Linked DNA regions of Mus musculus: region 2 is linked to region 1. Evidence: chromatin contacts called from public promoter capture Hi-C data. All regions are on one chromosome and are shown on one strand. Each heading gives the region's core, a stretch centred on a gene start, on an enhancer-like site or on the middle of the called end of the contact. The rest is flanking DNA. Distances are from core to core; before and after follow the strand shown. Region 1 holds the start of Tspan1 (tetraspanin 1). Region 2 overlaps Mast2 (microtubule associated serine/threonine kinase 2).

Region 1 (6,676 bases), core at 2,714-5,213:
TTCATACTTTTGGCCTTCTCCTCGGTGCATGGTTCAACTGTATGGTTGCCAGGGTTGGCACAACAGGGTGGGGGGAAGACTTTATTCTCTTTGACGAAACGTGAGGCATTAAAATCTGTGTAGTTGTTAAAGCCACAGCAATGCAACTGCAGACAAAATGGGATGGGTGATTGATTGTTCCTGGCTTTTCTCCCTGTCTGCTCCCAGATCCTCCCAGCCCACCTTACCTCTTCCATTGTAGTGTTCCATACTTGGGTGAAATCAGTCTGGTAACCATAGTCTTTTTCGATAGCAGGCACCACCAGGAGTGTCAGGAATTGTTCAGCCTGGATGGGTCAGGCCGATATTAAGAGACAGATAGGGAAAGTAGCCATTCACAGCCCACCACCAACTCTCCAGTTTTTCTCCCTTTGCCCCATCCCAGTGCCTCACCAATGTGGTGTACACCAAAGCAACCACAGCACCTGCAATCTCAGCGATGAAGATGATGAGGAGGATGGAAAAGAACTGAGTGGAAACAATAAAACATGTTTTAGGGCAACACACCTTCCTTGCCCTACACACAGGGGTTCCCCACAGTGAGGCTCCCACAATCCCGAGGAGAGTTTTGGGATCCCAGAGGCTGGTGTCAGGGATGAAGGGGAAACCCTTGGTTGTGGGCCTGGGGAGCTGAATCCAACACACCATCATGAGCACACACTTGTTCTCAGAGTGAGCACCATAGCAGCCCAGGAAACCAAGAATGAAGAGCACAGCACCAGCGGCGATGAGGAAGTAGCCCACGTTGACAAACTGCATGGCACTGGATGATAGTGATCCGAAGACCTTCAGGAAAGATGTCCCATCGACGGACACCCAGATTCCCACAGCCAACAGGGCTGCACCACAGAGCTGAGGACAGAAGTCAAGCTTTGAAACATTGCTAGTCAATGGTTCCCTTTACACCATCAAATAAGGAAACTTGACCTCTCCTTGACTTTGGAACCTAACAACCTGCTGGGTGTGGAGGGAAAAATTAACAGGTGCCAGAAAGATGAAGCTGGGACACTTATGACGAATTCACCAGTTTGCTCACCTGGGGCCATAAGCATGAGGTCAGGGCTTCTAGAAACATCCACAGACTGGGAGGAGACACAAGACTTGCCTTTTAGTGTTCTCAGGGCCCTGCCACACAGGTAGGAATGAAAATGGGTCCAATCTCTCTCATTCTTGGCTGTGAGTGCCTAGAATGGTTGTTTCTCCTTTACATGGAAGCAGTCAGTGGTAGTGTTGAGCAGGCTCAATAGTCACCATAGCAACAGCTGGGTGAGGCTTACACCTGCTTGCGACCTTGAAACAGGGCTGAGGTTGAGAGGTTCATTCACCCAGAGGCCCTATTTGGTCCCCCTTTAGGGTAGAATCAACTGTCAGACTCCTTTTTCACCCAGACCGCTGACTGACACAGAAACAGAACACAACTACAGCTTCTAGTCAAGACATGGGCTCAACCTAAGGTTTCAGAGGTAGTCTGGAAGCTTTGAGGGGGTTCTGATGAAGGCCTGGGTACCACAGCTCCTAGCAAACCTTTGCTGACCCAAGGTCTTTGGGAGATGAATCAGCCTGACACTGGCTTGGGCCCAGCTCCCACTGAACTAAAGAAACCAGTCTGGCATGGGCATATAAAGATATATATATATATTGTGGCTCTATCCCAGGATGTTTGCTTAATGACAAAAGAGCCAGGCTGCTAGCCTTCAGGGTCAAATTTCAAGGAGCCTGGCTTTCCTACCTTGTTCTGCCCAGTCTGGCAAGACCTAGGCAACAGAGGACAGAAACCAAACTGGATTTAACCCTATCAGGCCAGAGCCCTGGCTCTCCCAATTACTGAAATCCTAGCATTTCCTTCAGTTATCTGAATGAAACCTAGTTCTTGGCAGCCAAAGCCCAAGGTACAGACCACATTGGAGTCAAAGAGACTACTTACCCTTTGCCCAGTTTCTCTAAACTGGTACACACGCCATGTCTTTATTCTCTCCCCTCCCACTCATTATTCTCTGGTGACATGGGCCCCTGACCACTGTTTTTAAACACCCCTTTTCCGCCTTTCCTTCCTACTGTCCTTTGCCTCCATCACTGTGGCTATTTTTCTGTTCATCTCTACTTCCAGTTTCCAAGAACTGACTTTCTTTGAGACCAGGGGTTCTATAATATTCGCAAGGCTACAGCAGGGGTGGAAGGCAGACTTTCCCTTACTGTTGCCAGAGTCCTCTCCCACCCCTATGACCTCACTGGCTGCTCACAGGCACCAGACTTTCATATGCCCATGCACCTCCGTTGGGTACACATGAGTGTAGCGGATGACCCCTTCTTTCCCCCTACATTGCTCAAACCATTTCTAAGACGTCTTTGTTTTACCGCTCCTCTGCCACCTTTGTTTACTGTGTCCCTTTCTTATCTCTGTCACTATCTCCAGGGTTTGGGCCTCTTGGCTTAGCTTCTCAAACAAGCCCTATATAATCTGTTCCAGGTTTTCTAAACAATATCAAATTTCATTACCTCTGGGCCTTCCTACGCCCTTTAGGGCTCCCCCACCCAATGCAAATGTCCAACCTCAACTACTTCCTCCAGGAAGCACTTTCCAACTAGGCTGTATTCAAACCCCTTCAGGGCCTCCCTTACTTAGCCTTGCCGGTAAATCTAAAAGTACCACTTTGCAATTGTCAGTATATATAGCAATTATCAGCCTCTTTGACAATGATCAGCCTATCTGATTTACTGAACCTGAGATTCTCAAGGGCAGTGAATGGCCTGGCTCTACCCTAGCACATAGCACTGAGTCTTAGTCAATGAATATTTTCCTTTTTGTTTGTGGACTCGTGCATGCTAAGCAAATGCTCTACCACTGAACAACAATCTCAGACCCTTAAATGCCAGCCCAGTCAATGAGTACTTATTGAGTCAACTAAGAGGCATGGATAAGACTCTCAGCTTTTTCAACGCACGGTGGTCACTGAATTGCCTTTTACACTATAAACTTAAGCAGAGCCCCTTTCCTCTCTGAACCGTGAATGCCTATTTTAAAATGGGGGAGGGGGGACAATCATTCCTGCTAGCCAGCCCTGCCCCAGAATGATCCTTCCTAGAAGGGAGGTGAGAGACTCAAGCTTCTCCATCCCTAGCCTTCCGCATCTTCACCCAAACCTCTGTGTGGCAGTCAGGTTGTTAGTGGAATCAGGAATCAGCATTTGGGAAGACCCTCTGCTTCCTTCTCATATAGGAAAATTTACAGGGCAGAGTCTGGGTACCTAGTTTCCCATTCTCCAGCCTGGCCTCTGTTCAGACTGTGACCTGCTTTTGTAAGGAACCCCAGGAAACCCACAACCACCATACTTACAAAGATGAGTAGATTGAAGAGGAACATCATGACCTTAATGAATTTGAAGCACTGCATGGTGTGTCCTGGGAAACAGACATGCACAAATTAGGGCCTTACCTCCCACTTGCCCTGGGCTGGCTGTGTTTTTTTGAGTCCAACATCTTGTTATTTCTCACCAAATTTCCCCTGCATCTGGACTCTAATATCTCAGAACTTTTTCCAGTCCTTTTGTTGACACGTATGCCCACCTGTACTAGTTCTCAGATCTTAATATCCCCAGATCCCCATGCAGGTATTACAAGCCTGATCTCACACTCCAGACCACTCAACACCCTTGCCTGACACCTGTCTTTCCTAATCCTCTTTCTAAACCAATCTCAGATTCTTCAGTACCCACCAATGGCTTTTTCTAGCACCCCAAACCTGTTTTTAGACTGGTACCTATTCATAGATTAATCCCTGGTCTATGCCATCACCTGCTTCAGGGCTCTTGGCAATAGGTTCTGAACGGGATCTGTTGCACTCCAGAAGGAACAGAACAGCTCCAGGAAACTGCCACTCAGTGTGCTGGCAGAACGCTGAAGGAGCGGCTAGTCCTCGCAAAACACTACTCACCTACAGGTGGGGCAGGTGTTTTAAAACCTCCTGGCCGCAGGCCCGCCCGCTGGCCCCACCCAAGGCTGATTAGCCTTCTTTGCCCCTGCTGCCCCCTACTGCCTGGAGATAAGTTCCCAACACTGAAAGCAATAATTAAATCTCTACCTGGAAATGTCACCATAGACTCTGCCTCTCCTGAAAAGGGGTGTATGGGGCAGCAGTGTCAGGAGCTGGACAAGTAGCTTTCTAGAACTTTTGGGTGCCTCGCTCACAATAGTGTGATATGATTCTTACCTTGAAACTGTGTGTTTACTGGCACCCACATCTGCTCGAGCTGCCACCCATATGTTTACACACAAAACTCAGTCACGGGGGGCTGGTGAGATGGCTCAACAGGTAAGAGCACCCGACTGCTCTTCCGAAGGTCCTGAGTTCAAATTCCGGCAACCACATGGTGGCTCACAACCATCCATAATGAGATCTGACTCCCTCTTCTAGAGTGTCAGAAGACAGCTACAGTGTACTTACATATAATAAATAATAAATAAATCTTAAAAAAAAAAAGGGCTGGTGAGATGGCTCAGTGGGTAAGAGCACCCGACTGCTCTTCCGAAAGTCCAGAGTTCAAATCCCAGCAACCACATGGTGGCTCACAACCATCCGTAACAAGATCTGACTCCCTCTTCTGGTGTGTCTGAAGACAGCTACAGTGTACTTACATATAATAATAAATAAATCTTTAAAAAAAAAAACTCAGTCACGTATATAACATAGAGTGATACTCTTTTTTTTTTTCCTTTTTTCTTTTGGTTTTTCAAGACAGGGCAGGGTTTCTCTGTGTAGACCTGGTTGTCCTGGAACTCACTCTGTAGACCAGGCTGACCTCAAACTCAAAAATCTGCCTGCCTCTGCCTCCCAAGTGCTGGGATTAAAGGGATGCACCACCACTGCCCAGCAGAGTGGTACTCTTGAATGTAAATGAACATGTCTCACACTGTCTCTTGCGTGTTCACACACACATAAGTATATGCACACACTCGTGAGCACGTGCGTGCACGCACACACACACATATGCACACACAAACAAATGTACATTCATGTGCATACACTTATGAGAACACACACACATGCTCATACATATGCACGCTCATACATATGCACACACATACACTTGCACATGGGTGCACACACACACACACACACACACACTTTCAAGGATATGATCATGGTCCTCTGTTCTCACCACAGAACAGGAAATGGTTGTTTTTCCTCTTCCTTTCACAAAACCCACAAGACTTCAAGGTCACCGTCATCATCCTCTTCCTCCTCCTCCTCCTCCTCCTTTTCCTCCTCTTCCTCCTCCTCCTCCTTCTTTACATCCTTTTGCCTGCATATCTCTGATGTGTGAGCCTGGTTCTTACGGAGTTCAGAGCAGCCCATCAGATCCCCTGGAGTCCTGGAACTGAAAGTTAAGGAGGCAGTGAGCCACCATGTGGGTGCTGGAAATCAAACCAAGGTCCTTTGCAGCCTCAACCACTATGTCATTTCTCCAGCCCCCCCCCCCGCCCCCCCCCCACTCTTCTTTTCCCCCTCTCCATATTCTGGAATCCAGAGTATGGCCCTGGTCATTCTGCCAGCAGGTGGCACTATGGGCCTACAAAGGAGACACTATCACCCCAAGGTTCTGTAACCCTTCTTTTCTGGGGCTCCCTCTTTGTTTTCCTACTCCAAGCTTCCTGGTTGAGAGGTTCTTCACAAGTCCTTGCTCCCCAAATTCTGGTTCTGTCATTTCTTAGCTGTGTGGGCCCTGGGGATTTTTATTTGTTTATTTATTTGTTTTTATTTTTGTTCTTTCAAGACAGGGTCTCACTATGTACCTCTGGCTGTCGTGGTGCTATGTACGACAGGCTGGCTCAAACCTACAGAGATCGCCTGCCTCTGACTCCCAAATGCTGGGATTCTTTAATCCCATGTGTGTCACTGTGCCTGGCCATTTTTTTATTTATTTATTCATTTATTTACTTATTTATTTTAAAGATTTATTTATTTATTATATGCTTTAAGTACACTGTAGCTGTCTTCAGACACTCCAGAAGAAGGCGCCAGATCTCATTACGGATGGTTGTGAGCCACCATGTGGTTGCTGGGATTTGAACTCAGGACCTTCAGAAGAGCAGTCAGTGCTCTTAACCGCTGAGCCATCTCTCCAGCCCCATTTTATTTATTTTTAAATTTAAATTGTATTTAACATGTATGAATGTTTTGTGTGCATGTGTGTCTGTTCTGTGCACCCTGTCCAGAGGCTAGAAGAAAAGAGATCTCCTAGAAATACAGTTACAGACAGGAATCCTGTAAGTGTTGGAAATCAAACTGGGTCCTCTGGAAGAGCAGCAAGTGCTCTTAATGGTTGAGCCAACTTTCCAGCCCCTATTTATTTATTTATTTATTTATCCTGTGTGGGGGGGGTTGGGGGTGGGGGGAGGAGGGGTCTATATTGACCTGGCTGTTCTGGAGCTCCTGACTTGCCTTGAACTCAGAAACCTGCCTGATCCTGTCTCCAGAGTGCTGGGATCATAAGTGTGAGCCACCAACCTGGCTTTATTTCTTTCGAGAAGAGGTCTCACTCTGTAGTTCCAGACTTGCCTCAAACTTGGACAGCTGAAGCAGGACTGTGTCAAGCGCTAGGATTGCAGTTGTGAAACGCCACACCCAACTAACTAGAAT
Region 2 (7,529 bases), core at 4,014-6,513, 250 kb after region 1:
TAGGTTAAGGTATTTGCTGTGCAAGCCTGGCTATCTAACTGAATTTCATCCCTAGAATCCATGTAAAGATTAAAGAGAGAACCAATACCACAGAGTTGTCCTGTGACCTTTATACACACACACACACACACACACACCCTATAGTGTGCACCATATATATATATATATACATATATATATATATATATATATATTCACACGCAATAAATAAATTGTTTAAAATATCAACAAAAGTTACAAGCAACCACAGATGGAAAAAAAATCAATCATATTCTTATTTGTTTATGAAACAGGAATCTGGTAAGAAATATATAATACATATATAAAAATTATTAAACATCACTGAGAAAAATTAAAGATTTAAAGAACTATAGACAATGGATCATAAGACTCAATATTATTAAAATGTCTACTTTCTCCTAGATAATTTATTGACTTAATGAAATCCCTATCAAATCCCAGCAATCCTGTTTGGGTTTTAGTCTGAAATGTCCCTCCACAGGCTTATTATATTTAACAGGTCTGGACTGGCAGAAATAGATCACTAGGGGCAACTTTTTAAGGTTCTATCAACCCCTAGTTCCAACTGAGGAGTCAGTCTCCGAGTCCATACTATGTAAACAAGCTACAACCTTATGTTCCTATCACGAAAAACTGAGCCATTTCCAGCCATGCCTTTGGAATCACCAAGACAGAATGAAATTCCTCTGAATTCATGAGCCAAAATAAAATTCTCCTCCATGTTTTGTCCTGATTGGTATTTACACTGATACAGGGGTATCTTACAGACCTCCTTCGGTTCATTCTGGTAGAAATTAGCAAATTGACTAGAAAAATAATGTGAAAATAGACATGAATCTACCCCATTAAGCATCCTAGTTAACCACTGGAGGAGAAAACGTCAGCAGTATTAAAGAAGGAAAAGTTAGTTACTCTCTGCTTCTCCAAATGGCCCACCTTCAGGGTGGGGTGGCCACCTGTAGGGACCTTCAACTTGGAGGTGATCAAAGCAGTAGAAGAGAAAGTCTTTAGGCCAGGATCCCTCGGGCACCCAGACCAAGTGCCCTATCTAGTTACCTGGAAGACTCTAGTGGAGAACCCCTCCCCCCTTCATGGATTAAAGCCTTTCTTTTCCCAAGACCTACCTCACAGATTCTGGCTGTCAGAAAAAAAAAGAAACCTGGGAGAAGGATCCAGACCTGAGAAGAAGACAATCCTCCAAGACCCTTCAACAGTGGACCTGTTGCTCCAAGACCCTCCTCCTCCATATCCCCCTACCTTTGGCTTCATTGCCCTGCCCCCGCCCCAACGCCAGCACCAGCTCTGGGATCCTCAGCCCAAATGGGACCAGGGCCATTGTATCCCCCTTTACCAGAGGGAGAAGCGAAGTCTGAGAGCCACCTCCACTGATACCGCGGTGGCCACTACCTCCCCTCCTTTTTCAGATAAACCCAAGGGTCCGATTAATCTCTTTGAGACTATTTTATTTACTCATCAGCCCACCTGGGATGATATTCAACAAGTCATGAGAGTGTTCTTTATGACGGAAGAGTGAGAGAGGATAATTCAGGAAGCCAGAAAGAATGCCCCCCCCCAAACATTGGGGCACCATTGACTGAACAGGCTGTCCTCTACAGCAGTTTTCTCCTGACTAGACCTGACTGGGACTTTAATACGGCAGAAGGTAAGGGGCACGTGAAGGTCTACTGCCAGGCTCCATTGGCAGGGCTCAAGGGGGCTGCACAATGACTCACAAATTTGACCAAGGTGTGTAAGGTTAGACAATCAGATGAGTCTCCTGCTGCCTTTCTAGAGTGACTCATGGAGACATCCATCAGTATACACCCTATGACCCCAGCATCAAGGAGCACAAAGCTACTGTGACAATGGCTTTTATAGACCAGGCTAGGAGAGACATCAGGGAAAAGCTTCAGAGACTAGAGGGACTGCAGGACGACAGGATAAGTCATTGAGGGGTTTAGTGCAGGTTGCTGAGAAAGTCTACCATGACAGGGAGACAGAGGAGGAAATGGAACAGAGAAAGAAAGAAAATGAAAGGAAGGTGAAAAAAAGAAAGAAAAGTGACAAGGAAGGAATTTACAGAGAATCTTGGCTACAGTAGTTATGGAAAGCAGAGAAAAGAGACTCCAACCAAAGAGAGACAGAAAACCTCTTGAAAAGAACTGGTGTGCATACTGCAAGGAGAGGAGCCACTGAGCCTGGGAGTGCCCTAACAAACAGAAGCCAGGGCGGGAAATCCCCAAACAGTGAAGGTGTTAGCCCCCAGGGAAGACAGTGACTAGGGAGTACAGGGTTCAGACCCCCTCCACGAACCCGGGGTAACTCTGAGAGTGGAGGGGAAACCCACTCAACTCTTGGTGGACACAGGGGCTCAACACTTGGTCCTTCTCCAAGCCGATGGTCCTGTTTCCAAAAAAAAAATCTTGGGTCCAAGGAAACACTGGCACCAAAATGTATTCATGGACTGCCCGAAGAACAGTGGACCTAAGAATGGGCCAGGTATCCCATTCATTTACTGTCATCCCAGACTGTCCCTACCCTCTGTTGAAGAGAGACTTACTCTTTAAGATGGGGGCCCAGATACACTTCCAGCCTGAAGGACCGAAACTAACTGGCCCAAAAGGAGAGCCCATGCATGGAAGAAAGACCTCTCTGACTGACCCCTGCCGTGAGCCACAACAGCAGTTTTCTCCATGCTGGTGAGAGACAAACGGGTGCTGTCATGGTGGACGGCACTAATGTCATCTGAGCAGAATCTCTATCTGCCCAGCAAGTTGGCACAGAAAGCAGAGCTAATTGCCCTCAACAAAGCCTTGGAACTTGGGGGCAGTAAGAAAATTAACATCTACACGGAGAGCAGGTATGCCTTTGCCACATAGCCCATGGCCACAGAGCTTTATACCAAGAAAGAGGACAGCTCATATCAGAAGGAAAAGAAAGAAAAAACAAGCAGGAAATCTTGGATCTCTTGGATGCCCAGATAAAGCCGTCAACTGTGAGTATTATTCACTGCCCAGGACATCAAACAGTGACTCAGTGGACCAGGGCAATAACCAAGCAGATCAAGTGGCTCAAGAAGTAGCTAAGCAGGAGCCTATCCCAGTTACAGACCTGAAAGAAACAACCGATGGGGAATGGAACTACATTAAAGAATGGCCTCACTTAAAATATATGGAAGAAGAAGGACTCAGATTGCTAGCCACCCTACCAACTACTTCCTAGAGAAGGAAGGGCAGTGGCACACACAAGAAGGAAAAACTATACTTCCCAGAAAACAAGCTGAGGACTTACTTGACCAAATGCATAGATGGACCCATTTAGGGGATAAAAGTTTGTCCAAGCAGCTAAGGGCTCTAAAGTATATATAATGGACCTCAGGTTTTGGGCCAGAAATATAGGAGAACCATGTAAGGTATGCCATTAAGTGAATGCTTATGATGCCAAGAGAAAACAGAGCAAAGATACCTAGGGGAGAATGGCCTGAAGTATATTGGGAGGTTGATTTTACAGAAGTTAAGCCAGGAAAATATGGTTACACATACCTTCTAGTGTTTGTAGATATTTTCTCTGGATGGGTTGAGGCTTTCCCCACCAAGCAGGAAATAGCTACAGTGGTAGCTAAGATGATATTAGAGGATATCTTCCGGAGGTTCAGTGTGCCCTAGGTAATTGGATCAGACAATAGTCCTGCTTCTGTCTCTAAGTAAGTCAGGGATTGGCAGAGATATTGAGGACTAATTGGAACCTCTATTGTGCGCACTGTCCCCAGAAATCAAGGCAGGTAGAGAGAATGAACAGAACTCTAAAAGAGACCTTAACTAAATTGTCCTTGGAGACTGACACTGACTGGGTGGTGCTCCTTCCCCTGGCCCTGTTCTAAGCCCAGAACACCCCCTACCATTTTAACCTGACCCCTTTTGACATCCTGTAGGGGATCCCCACTGCCTTGATCCTGGCTCTTGACAACCCCCAGAGTGACTTTTCAGGCTGACAGGGGTTTTATGGCTCGACTGTAAACTTTCCAGATCAGCCACCAGGAATTATGGCCTAAACTTAGTGCCCTATATATAACACAGGTACCCCAGACATTCCACACAAGTACCAAGTTGGAGACTGGGTATATGTTAAAAGTCATTGTGCTGAAATCTTGGAAGCAAAGTGGAGAGGGCCATTCCTGGTGTTGTTGACCACCTCGACTTCTGATAAAGTGGATGGAGTAACTGCCTGGGTTCATGTCAGACCAGCACCTGTGCCTGATGCCAACTGGACAGCAGCCAGACACCCAAGCAACCCCTTCTGCAAGGCCAGCGAAACAATGAGATGGCTATGGTTTATCTTCCAACGCTGAGCCTTGGCAGCCCCCACAACCCTACTAGGGTGACTTGGCAGGTGCTCTCAGTCACTGGGGATGTGGCTTGGTCCACTACAGAGGAACACCTACATTGTATCTGGTGGCCAGACCTTGCCTTTGATATCTGTGATTTATTGATGGGCCTTGACTACTGGGGTGTCCCTGCCCGGGAGACACATAGGAGGGATTTCCCAAATATGGAGGACGAGGGACTTATGAATATAAACCGTGTCCCAGAAGCAGCCTTAGAGGGTGTGGCTTAGGGTGCTGAAGAGTGTCCTGAGAGAAACTCCCATGTATGTGTCCCCCAAAAATGGAAAAAGCCAGCAGCTGGCCCATCAGTGTTGGGGGCCAACCACTTTTTCTGTGCTACCAGGGGTGTAAAACATCAGGAAGCACATACTGAAGACCATTCCAGGGGTAGTTAAAGATTCAATGGCCAAGGTGAGGGAAGAGCTAGACAAGCAGAAGAGAGAAAGAACAGTCAGGGTTATTCCGAGTCTTGGTTTAATTCGTTTAACTCCTCTCCTGGGTTAACCACTCTCATATCCACCGTGTTAGGACCCCTAATTGTTCTCCTGCAGTTGTTGACCTTGAGACCCTGCATATTGAACAAGCTTAGAGCCTTCATCAAAGAGAGACTAGGAGCAATATAGCTGATGGTCCTGCACCAACAATATGAGACCCTGAGGGCAGGACCTGAAAAGTATGTGTTAGTTACCCCAGACCCCTGAGCATACATAGCTCCAAAATTGGAGCTAGTACAAGGAAAGGGGGGGAAATGAGGGACCCTCGGGGCTTTTCCAGCCCCACACCCTCCTTACAGCTTCCCACTCCTGCCTGGAGTCAAGGCTAGGCCAAGTTCCATTCTCCACCCACAGGATCATTCTTCAGTAAAAATTTCTCAGAATGTTCTGACTGACAGTCACATGACCCTCTGGAAAGTCCCTGGTAGAGTTCAAATGTGTGTCATGCTTGTTAATGTAAAGGGTAATATGCTTAGCCAATAAGTTTGAATTATAACCTTGCTGATATAACCTGTACCCCTAAAAAGTATAAAAACTGCTTGTAATAGCCATTCAGGGTCACCTTCTTAGTAACTCACCTTGAGAGACTAATTGAAGGTCAACCCCAACACACTGGAAAATAAACCTCTTGCTTTTGCATTTAAAAAAAAAAAAAAAAAAGCTGGTTGTGGTGGCACACGCCTTTAATCCCAGCACTTGGGAGGCAGAGGCAGACAGATTTCTGAGTTTGAGACCAGCCTGGTCTACAGAGTAAGTTCCAGGACAGCCAGGGCTACACAGAGAAACCCTGTCTTTTTTTTTTTTTTTTTTTTTTAAACAACACATAGGTTCTTTTTTTTTAAGATTTATTTGTTCATTTACTATATCTAAGTACACTGTAGCTGTCTTCAGACACTCCAGAAGAGGGCACCAGATCCCATTACAGATGGCTGTGAGCCACTATGTGGTTGATGGGAGTTGAACTCAGGACCTTTGGAAGAGCAGTCAGTGCTCTTAACTGCTGAGCCATCTCTCCAGCCCAGAGAAACCCTGTCTTGAAAAAAACAAAAAAACAAACAAAAAAAAATATGTATGTACACTCCCACACAAAAAGGGGTGGAGTTAAGAGAGAAAATAATGTGTTTAAATGAGTTTACACCAGACAGGGTAATAATATGCCCCACCCCAACCCAAAAGCCATAAACTAACAAAAAACCCAATGCCAGGCATGAAAAACTTCCCTTAGAATTGTTGGCCATAGAGCCGGGCGATGGTGGTGCACACCTTTAATCCCAGCACCTGGGAGGCAGAGTCAGGCAGATTTCTGAGTTCCAGGCCAGCCTGGTCTACAGAGTGAGTTCTAGGACAGCCAGGGCTACACAGAGAAACCCTGTCTCAAAAAAACAAACAAACAAACAAACAAAGAATTGTTGGTCATAATAGTCCAAGAGACCCCAAAATACTATAGGCTACTATCTCTACCCTTGGTTGCTTCCCAGAACTTGCAAGTAAGCTCCTACTGCTGAAGACACCACAAACATTGGCCACAGGACATGGAAGAATCAGATTGGAACTAAAGTAGCAACCTCAATCCTGAGGACTAGCTATCATATAGTATTTGGAGTTCTAGGCGAGCTATCAAGGGAGAAAGATAATCAGTCCAAGTCTCTGAACCATAATGACCACCTCAGTATGGTATTACCAATGGTACAAATGTGGTACTGTTATCTTGGGGATAATGAATAGACGTAGGATCCTTTCAATTACGAGGTAATTCACGCTTGGTACTATACTACTGCATGTTGGCTGGAGAGGTTACAGGCTCTTTAAAAGAACCTACTACTACCATTTCCTAAACCAACAGAATTTGTAACAATAGTCTAAAAACTCATCTAAATACACAAATAAGTGTGTCTCTCATCCTCATAAAGGAAGCTTACTTTTGTAATAGACAATAGACATGCTACTACAGAGACCTACAACTGGTCGAATACAAAGAATAAGTTAGAATGGGAATTCACTCTACTTGGTACAACTACAACACAACCTCTACACTTAAGACTCACGAAACATTAAAACGTGCAATTTAATAAAATATGTCTATACCACTACAATTTTTTGTGCCTATACGTAATTCTTCCCTCCTCCTCTCTTCTACCTTTATATCTAGATAACCTCTTGTCTTAGTTAAGGTTTTACTGATGTGGACAGACACCATGACCAAGGCAGCTCTTATAAGGACAACATTTCATTGGGGGCTAGTTTATAGGTTCAGAGGTTCAGTCCATTATCATCAAGGTGGGAGCATGGCATTGTCTAGGCAGCCATGGTACAGGAGGGTCTGAGAGTCTCACGTCTTCTGAAGGCCACTAGGAGAAGATTGGCTCCCATGTGGCTAGGAGGAGGGTCTCGTTGCCTACCCCCACAATGACACACTTTCTCCAAGGACACACACATCCCCAACAAGGCCACATCTAATAGTGCCATTCCCTGGCCCAAGCACATTGGAACCACCACACCTCTGATACTTACATATATTAATTTGCATTTCTATTGGTTTTTAAATAAATGGACTTATATTCTATATACTATTTTCACCTGCCTTCTTTTATTCAGGATATTTTTTGAGAATTTTTCAAGTTGTTGCATAT

The links. Promoter capture Hi-C pulls out the DNA fragments that hold promoters and counts their contacts.
Region 2: a contact with region 1 is called in a promoter capture Hi-C map of trophoblast stem cells, with 4 times the contacts expected there. The contact joins the enhancer-like site here to the promoter of Tspan1 in region 1. A contact is called at or near these places in 26 of 39 promoter capture datasets (the 3T3-L1 cell line, the C10 cell line, the HPC-7 cell line and 15 more), 13 of 484 Hi-C or Micro-C datasets (the C2C12 cell line, the G1E-ER4 cell line, bone marrow-derived DN2 thymocytes and 3 more), 8 of 115 datasets of contacts at active chromatin or transcription factors (bone marrow-derived macrophages, cardiomyocytes, embryonic basal ganglia and 3 more) and 5 of 9 other capture datasets (adipose tissue, embryonic stem cells, liver and 2 more).

Annotation. Positions count from the first base shown.
Region 1 is chr4:116,163,635-116,170,310 of GRCm38.p6, forward strand. Tspan1 (tetraspanin 1) reads right to left here and starts at 3,964. Exons shown (of 8, transcript NM_133681.4): 1 at 3,832-3,964; 2 at 3,374-3,438; 3 at 685-891; 4 at 433-507; 5 at 228-326; 6 at 1-146. The coding sequence starts at 3,430.
Region 2 is chr4:116,417,083-116,424,611 of GRCm38.p6, forward strand. All of the region lies in intron 3 of Mast2 (microtubule associated serine/threonine kinase 2), which reads right to left. Among named protein-coding and RNA genes, the nearest start is that of Mast2, 43 kb to the right of the region's middle. Within about 2 kb of position 5,264, at least 33 of the 459 cell types and tissues checked have an H3K27ac peak or open chromatin away from gene starts, as enhancers often do. A contact at or near this core is called in macrophages and trophoblast stem cells, where this site is marked.